2 separate regions of the Arabidopsis thaliana genome follow, and region 1 is linked to region 2. The links are chromatin contacts, called in public capture Hi-C maps. All regions are on one chromosome and are shown on one strand. The core of a region is the stretch at or near the end of the contact, and the rest is flanking DNA. Distances in the headings are between cores, read along the strand shown. Region 1 holds the start of SWEET6 (Nodulin MtN3 family protein). Region 2 holds the start of AT1G65900 (plant/protein).

Region 1 (3,669 bases), core at 955-3,454, 390 kb before region 2:
GCAACGGCTGAGAGAGAAAGCTCGTCCAAGTGACCAGCCATAACAATGGAGATAACTTGAAGGAGGTATTGAGAAGCAGCCACAGCCACCATTGGTGCAGCCATGAAGCTTACCTTCTTCATCATCTCTGTTGACAAATAATAACTCGTCTGATCTTCAGATTTCTCATTACTATAATCTTCTTCTTCTTCCTCTTCTTTGGGCACCAACGAGAAACCATTTTCCATTGTCTTGATCAAAACTGTTTTTAGAGAAGCGCTACAATCAATAAGATTGAATGGATCCAAATGAAAAAAACTTGGGGAACGATAAAGAACTCTTCGTTGAATTAGACTAAAAAATAGGGAAATATATGCGTTGACCTTGTGAAATGAATTAAACAATGACGCGAAGACGTGGTCTCCATAAAAGTTGAGTAGGTAGAGTTATGGGAACTTGTCGAGGAAGTTAATACAAAACGTTGACTAGATTTTTTTTTTAAACGTTGACTAGTTAGTTGTTGAATAGATAAAAGAGAATGAAGCTGGTGGAACTGACAGAAACTAATGGAAATTTCAGAAAGAACCTAAATAGAAATTTTAATTTTATTTGTAATTTGTAATTTATTTTGGTTGGAAATACAATTTTGTTTTGGTATAATTGGAAAAATAAATTAGTAATAATACTTTTAGACTAAAAATTTAATTAAGAATGTAATATTTTTGGGTAATTCTCATTTTGTTATCAGTATCCACCCAAAAATAATGAATATTGTACTAAGAATATTATATATGTTCCATAAATTTATGATTATTCGAATTTTCTGACTCCAGTCTAAATGAATAGCATACTTAGAGGTGTCAAAATGGGTCAAAATTCATGGGTCAACTCAACTCAACTCAACCCATGAACCCTAATGAGTTAAAATTTTTGACTCAAATGAGTTGATTGGTCAAATGAGTTGATGAGTCAATTGGTTTGATGAGTCAATTGGTTTGATGAGTAAAATGAGTTGGGTTGTAATGGTTAATGGTTTCAATGGGTTACCCAATTAAACTATCAAGTTTTGTAAAATTGAATTAAACCAACTAAAATCTCTAAATCAATGCCAATTTAAGTTTAACCAACACATCTAAACCAATTTAATAAAATTAATATTTTTCCAAATTTCTTAAATATACAAGCGATGAAATTGAGAAAAAGTAAACTCGTAATTTTTTCACCAAAAAACATAAATCCGTGATTTTCCCGCCAGAAACGTAAACCCATGATTTTCCCGCCAAAAACGTAAATCCGTGATTTTCCCGCCAAAAACATAAACCCGTGATTTTCCCGCCAAAAACGTAAACCCGTGATTTTCCCGCCAAAAACGTAAACCCGTGTTTTGCCCGCCAAAAACGTAAACCCGTGATTATCTCGCCAAAAACGTAAATCCGTGATTTTCCCGCCAAAAACATAAACCCGTGATTTTCCCGCCAAAAATGTAAATCCGTGATTTTCCCGCCAAAAACGTAAACCCGTGAATTTCCCGTCAAAAACGTAAATCCGTAATTTTCCCGCCAAAAACGTAAAGCGGTAATTTTCCCGCCAAAAACGTAAACCTATAATTTTTCCGCCAAAAACGTAAACCTATAATTTTTCCGCCAAAAACGTAAACCCGTGATTTTCCCGCCAAAAACGTAAACCAATAAAAAGTGGAATCCGTAAATATCCTAAGTTTGATGATAATGAATTAATAATGATAATTATTTATTATTATTTTATAATAATAATTAATTAAATTATTACTTAAATGGGTTAATCCATTTAACAACTCAGCCCATTAAATTAAATGAGTTATGGGTTGACCCAACTCATTTAAACTCATTTGATTATGAGTTAAGTTGAGTTGGGTTACCCATTTTGATATCCCTAAGCATACTATTAAATTGAATATTATAGATATTTTACGCAACCCAAATTTTTCATATCCATTGTCCAACGTTTTTTGTTCTTGGTAGTGGATCGATGTGTTTGGACTTTTTTTGTGTGTGTGTTTAACTTCTTCTGATATATCCATGTGTTGTTCCTCCCGTGGAAAATGTTTCCACGTGTTGTCCGCTATGAAAATGAACTACTCACCATGACTCTATCGAGCAATCTTACTCAAATTTGCTTTTTGCCTTCTTCTTCTATTTTGTCTTTTTATATTTCTTTCAAGATAACTACCCTTCATCATAACAATATGGTGCATGAACAGTTGAATCTTATTCGGAAGATTGTTGGTATATTAGGAAACTTCATCTCTCTATGTTTGTTTCTATCGCCAACGCCAACGTTTATACACATAGTGAAAAAGAAGTCAGTGGAAAAATACTCACCATTGCCATATTTAGCGACTCTCCTAAACTGTTTGGTTCGTGCTCTTTATGGACTTCCTATGGTTCATCCTGATAGCACCTTGCTCGTTACAATAAGCGGTATAGGAATCACGATCGAAATCGTTTTCCTTACAATCTTTTTTGTATTTTGTGGTCGTCAACAACATCGGTTGGTAATATCCGCTGTTTTAACCGTTCAAGTTGTGTTTGTGGCTACCCTTGCGGTTTTGGTCTTAACTCTCGAACACACTACCGATCAACGGACGATAAGCGTTGGGATTGTATCTTGCGTTTTCAACGCTATGATGTATGCTTCTCCATTGTCTGTCATGAAAATGGTAATAAAAACAAAAAGTTTGGAGTTCATGCCGTTTTTGTTATCGGTAGTTGGTTTTCTAAACGCAGGTGTTTGGACAATTTATGGCTTTGTGCCTTTTGATCCATTCCTGGCTATACCAAATGGGATTGGGTGTGTTTTTGGACTAGTACAGTTAATATTGTATGGTACCTACTACAAATCTACCAAAGGGATAATGGAGGAAAGGAAGAACCGACTCGGTTACGTTGGTGAAGTCGGATTATCCAATGCGATCGCTCAAACTGAACCCGAGAACATCCCATATTTAAACAAAAGAGTTAGCGGCGTTTGATTTGGTCTTTTCATGTTATTCACTGTAAGTTTATTATATAATCATCTAGGATTTTTTTTATATTTTTAGGACTGTAATATGCGAATAAGTCAAATTTCGTTGTCCATAGTTCTCAGAAGCCGTAGACTCTTTTAAAAATATGACTTCTCTCTTTGGTCATTTTTTTTTGTTTGAGGACCATTTCTTCAAGAGTGAAAATTGAGAAAAAGTCGTTGATGTTTCTTGAACAAATTCACTAAAAATGCAACTAATGTTAACCCATAGTTTGTACTTATTCTTCAATTAATCAATGAGTCATTTATCCAAAATTTATCAACAAGAATTCTCTCCCTAGACTTGATTGCCTGAAAAGTTTCCCAAATAAATAGAAACAAATATTAACTCGATTTCCCTAGAACCGAGTAAAGGATTAGAAACAGATACAAACTTGGTTTGATCAGCTCTTTGGTCCAAATATTTTGGTGAATTTCATAACAAGAATTAGGATTAGGGCTTGTAGTGTTGAACATGAGACTAAATCAGCCCATAGCCCATTCCCATTAAAGTGTAAGTGGAAAGATGAAAAAAACAAAAGTAGTCCAATAGGGAATACCACTGAAATAATAAGAAGTTTTGTTCACATAAGCTCCAATTTTCTCACACTACCTAAACACAATGAGGCATATTGTTCATGGCCAAGA
Region 2 (3,640 bases), core at 1,015-3,514:
ATTTACTCTCATTTGCTTTTTCCATTTCTCTAAAGTCGTCTAAACAAAACTAGATTTGGTTATTTTCTGTTTATGTATTAAGTGATATGATCTCTCCGCGGGTTGAACGATCAGTCTTCTGTCTGGTTTTTATTATTATTATTATGTTTGCATGCACGTAAGACGGTAAGAGCAGATTATACGAACATTAACAATTTAGCCATCTTGTATTTCAGTATTTTAGTCACTATAGATATGTGAGTAAGTTTATAGTCATTTTCATAATAACTTGTTTATTATAACGATTGCTGTTCCATGTTTTGCAATGTATAGATCATCAAAAATTACTATCGAGCTATTTTGTTCTTGAATCTTGACAGATAATATTTAAGAATAACCTATACGGTTCAAACTGTCGGTTTCAATATTAAAACAAATGTGAATGGAAGATAGAGAGAGGAAAAAAACCTCTCTTACAAAAGAATCTAGGTGCGTCAGAGAAGCTCGCCAATCTCATGGAGCCAAGATTTGCTTTCCTGGCTCTTAATAGTTTGTATGGATCGGCGATTGAAACTTCATTATTCTCTCCCAAACAAAACATAGAATAAACGAATGTGTCTAACGCTGAGTGAAGAGGACTAGACGGACTTGCCCCGTCATAATATGCATATTACGATACGTTGCAACATTAACAATGTCGTGAGTATGCATATCTCATAACATACCAAATATCGATACGTTTCAACATTGAATTTTTAATATCTTAGTCATTAGCAATTAATAATTAAATCTTCTTTTATATGAACAAATTTATGATTTACAAAAAAAATAGATGTTATGTTTCCATGGATCATGTTTTCAAGCTTGACCGAAAACAAGCTGCTAAAAAGTGTCATAAAAGTTTGGTACTAGTACAACTAGGATTTTGTAACTCTAGCACAAGAACCAGTTCAAAAGATGATTATGCATACTGGATTTTTATAGATATTGTTGATTCTTGCATGGCAATCAAAGAGTTTGGCAGCTAGGTATACCTTTAGGGGTGATGTCGACACCTCTCATCTAGCCTTACTTGCTGAAGTATAACTACAATTGAATCTCACTCCCCCTACCAGAAACTGTTTCCTTCCTCATCTTCATTAGGATCAGATCGGATCACAACAACAAACTTCGTCGAACTCAACCACGATGGACAGTGGTGGCTGAGGTTCGTTGCCTGTTTTAGGGTTGAAGATTGAGATGCGTTAAGTGACTTGTGAGACTTTAAGTAACACACAACGACATAATTTAGGGTACTTGGGCCTTAATGGGCTGGATTGGAGTGTTACAATATACAAAGTTCATCGGAAGTTTAGGTTTATTTTAAAAGATGTTCAATGTGGATCCTAATTTCATGCGTTTTAAAATACTTTAAACATAAATCCCAACCAAAAACAAAAAACTCCCAATATCCTTTGAAATTTACAAAGTTCTTTGAAAGTTTAGGTTATTTAAAACATTGTTCCGTTGAAATATGGATCCATTAATTTTCATGCGTCTTGGTAAGATGTATCATATTATGGATATGGCTTTGAGCCTTTGACTTTATTCCTACTTTAAAGTTACAACTTAAATCCCATTTAACCAAAAAAAAAGAAAACAAGAACTCCCATATCCTTTGAAATTCAAGAAAAATTAATGATACAGTTGGTATATATCATTAACAATAATTACAACACCCTAAAATGATTATAATTTGCGTTATCTTTTACGATCTCAAATCTTGGAGTCGAGATTGTGGTAATGGGGATTGGGATGCACGTGGTGATACGTAATGGGTGTAGACAGAAAATCACAAGAAAGCGAAAGTGGTAACTATTGAAACACAAAGTGACAAATCAAATAATAGTCGCGTGCTTTCTTCACGGGTCACCTCCTCTATTGTTCTCACAATCAATCAAAACCTCACTTTCCAAATATTTTTTATATTTTTCTAATTTTTTTTTTGGTTGTGGTAAGAAATTATTTCATTGTGTTATAAACAGCATTGAGATCGATTTTTAAATTTCTTAAACGGAATTAACCAGAAATTTATACATTTATTTGTTTTTCACATGCTTTTGCAACCTTGACACAAGTTTCAATCTGTTTGAACTTCCATCTATAGGAATTGGAGAGACATAGGGATAATGAATCAATTGTCCGTATAAACACTATACTAAAATGAATACAAAAGGGTATTCACATGTATGAAGAATGTGAAATAGTGGTTGCATATACATTTACACTTGAGTGAGGATGTCCAGTGAGGCAAATATTCCATCTGAATTCCACAATTATTCTTAAATCAAACTAAAAACAAAAAGTACATTCCAACAGAATTCTAGCATATAGAAAAAGTTTATTTATTTTTGCCAACAACAATAATAAAATATTTCTCCCTATCACTCTCCACTCTATCTCTCTCCCTCTATGGAAAACCCACAGATATTTGTCTTGTGAATTCAAGAAGAGCCAATCTAAATTCAAAAAGGGTTAATTGTGATTTTGTCTTCTTTCTTCATCACCATTAACAGTGATAATGTCTCCATTGCCTTATAGTTCTTGGCCTCTGATACTATTGTTAGTATTGTGGTGCATGGTAGCTAGATTATCAAACGGAGCTTCCAACAATGTAAAGGTTGGAATCATTTCAAAGGTGGAAGATGCTACGAATTTCCATATCTATTATGGACAGACCTTTAAAGTCATCAAAAACGCCATTGATGGCAAGAGCTATCTCCTTATTCAGGTTCTTGCTCTTTTCTCATTAACTTATCTTTCATCTTTTTGTTTCCAAATGTATGGTATGGTTCGTGTCTGATAATTGAGGATAATATGTAGAACACTTCTAGAATGGCGGTTCGGACAAAGTATTGTACTTCCAGGATAAAGTCTTATGTGATTCCACTTCTAAATTACTCATTAGACACTCAATCTTCTCAAGGTATGTTCTGTTTTTTTCTCCCCTGTTTCATTCCTCTGTTTAACAAAATTCTGTTGTTTTAGATCTCTATGTTTTCTCTTATGCAGGAAGTGTTCCGGTTTCTTTCTTTGAGGTAAACACTCCTTTCTAGTATCTCAATACATAAGCTCTAGACTTTTATTGGCACTAGCCAAAAAATTCTATAGAAGACTAGGATCACACTTTAAAATGTACCAAAAAAAAAAAATGGATTTAGTTTTGATTATATGCAGTTACTTGGATTACTCGGAAGCTTGAAGGGAATAACATCGGATGAGGTAGTTTCACCGTGTCTTCTGAAACTGTGTGAGGCAGGGGAAGTAGTTAAGCTTGACAAAGGTGAACAACTATCTCAATTCGCGGCGCATTTCATCAGCGATACTGATCAACCTCAGACTTGCAATTTTGCAAACTTTTTTCCACTTAGTGAAGGAACACCTCTTCAGGTGCCAATTATTATCTTTGCATAGTTCTAAACCTAACCAAAATTGATAACCATTACACATTTTGATATGAGGTTGTGCTGGTTTTGTAATCTTGAATAAGCGAGCGGAGTGGATCAAATTCCTTGGAGCGTTTACAAATCTTGAAACTAAAGCCAATCAAGTCTATGACTCGGTTAGTGACTATTTGTGATTCTCTTAGCAAAATCTGCCTACATGGTCTATTCTTGCTGTT

Evidence for each region. Capture Hi-C pulls out chosen DNA fragments and counts their contacts.
Region 1: a contact with region 2 is called in a capture Hi-C map of root, with 2.6 times the contacts expected there. A contact is called at or near these places in 1 of 26 Hi-C or Micro-C datasets (seedling) and 1 of 3 other capture datasets (root).

Annotation. Positions count from the first base shown.
Region 1 is chr1:24,905,771-24,909,439 of TAIR10.1, reverse strand. SWEET6 (Nodulin MtN3 family protein) reads left to right here and starts at 2,204. Exons shown (of 1, transcript NM_105348.1): 1 at 2,204-2,989. The coding sequence starts at 2,204. The coding sequence ends at 2,989. It overlaps AT1G66780 (MATE efflux family protein), which reads right to left and starts at 262. Exons shown (of 7, transcript NM_105349.3): 1 at 1-262. The coding sequence starts at 227.
Region 2 is chr1:24,517,225-24,520,864 of TAIR10.1, reverse strand. It overlaps AT1G65900 (plant/protein), which reads left to right and starts at 2,264. Exons shown (of 11, transcript NM_105262.4): 1 at 2,264-2,749; 2 at 2,842-2,944; 3 at 3,031-3,056; 4 at 3,196-3,408; 5 at 3,509-3,580. The coding sequence starts at 2,540. NAC028 (NAC domain containing protein 28) reads left to right here. Exons shown (of 6, transcript NM_105263.3): 6 at 1-197.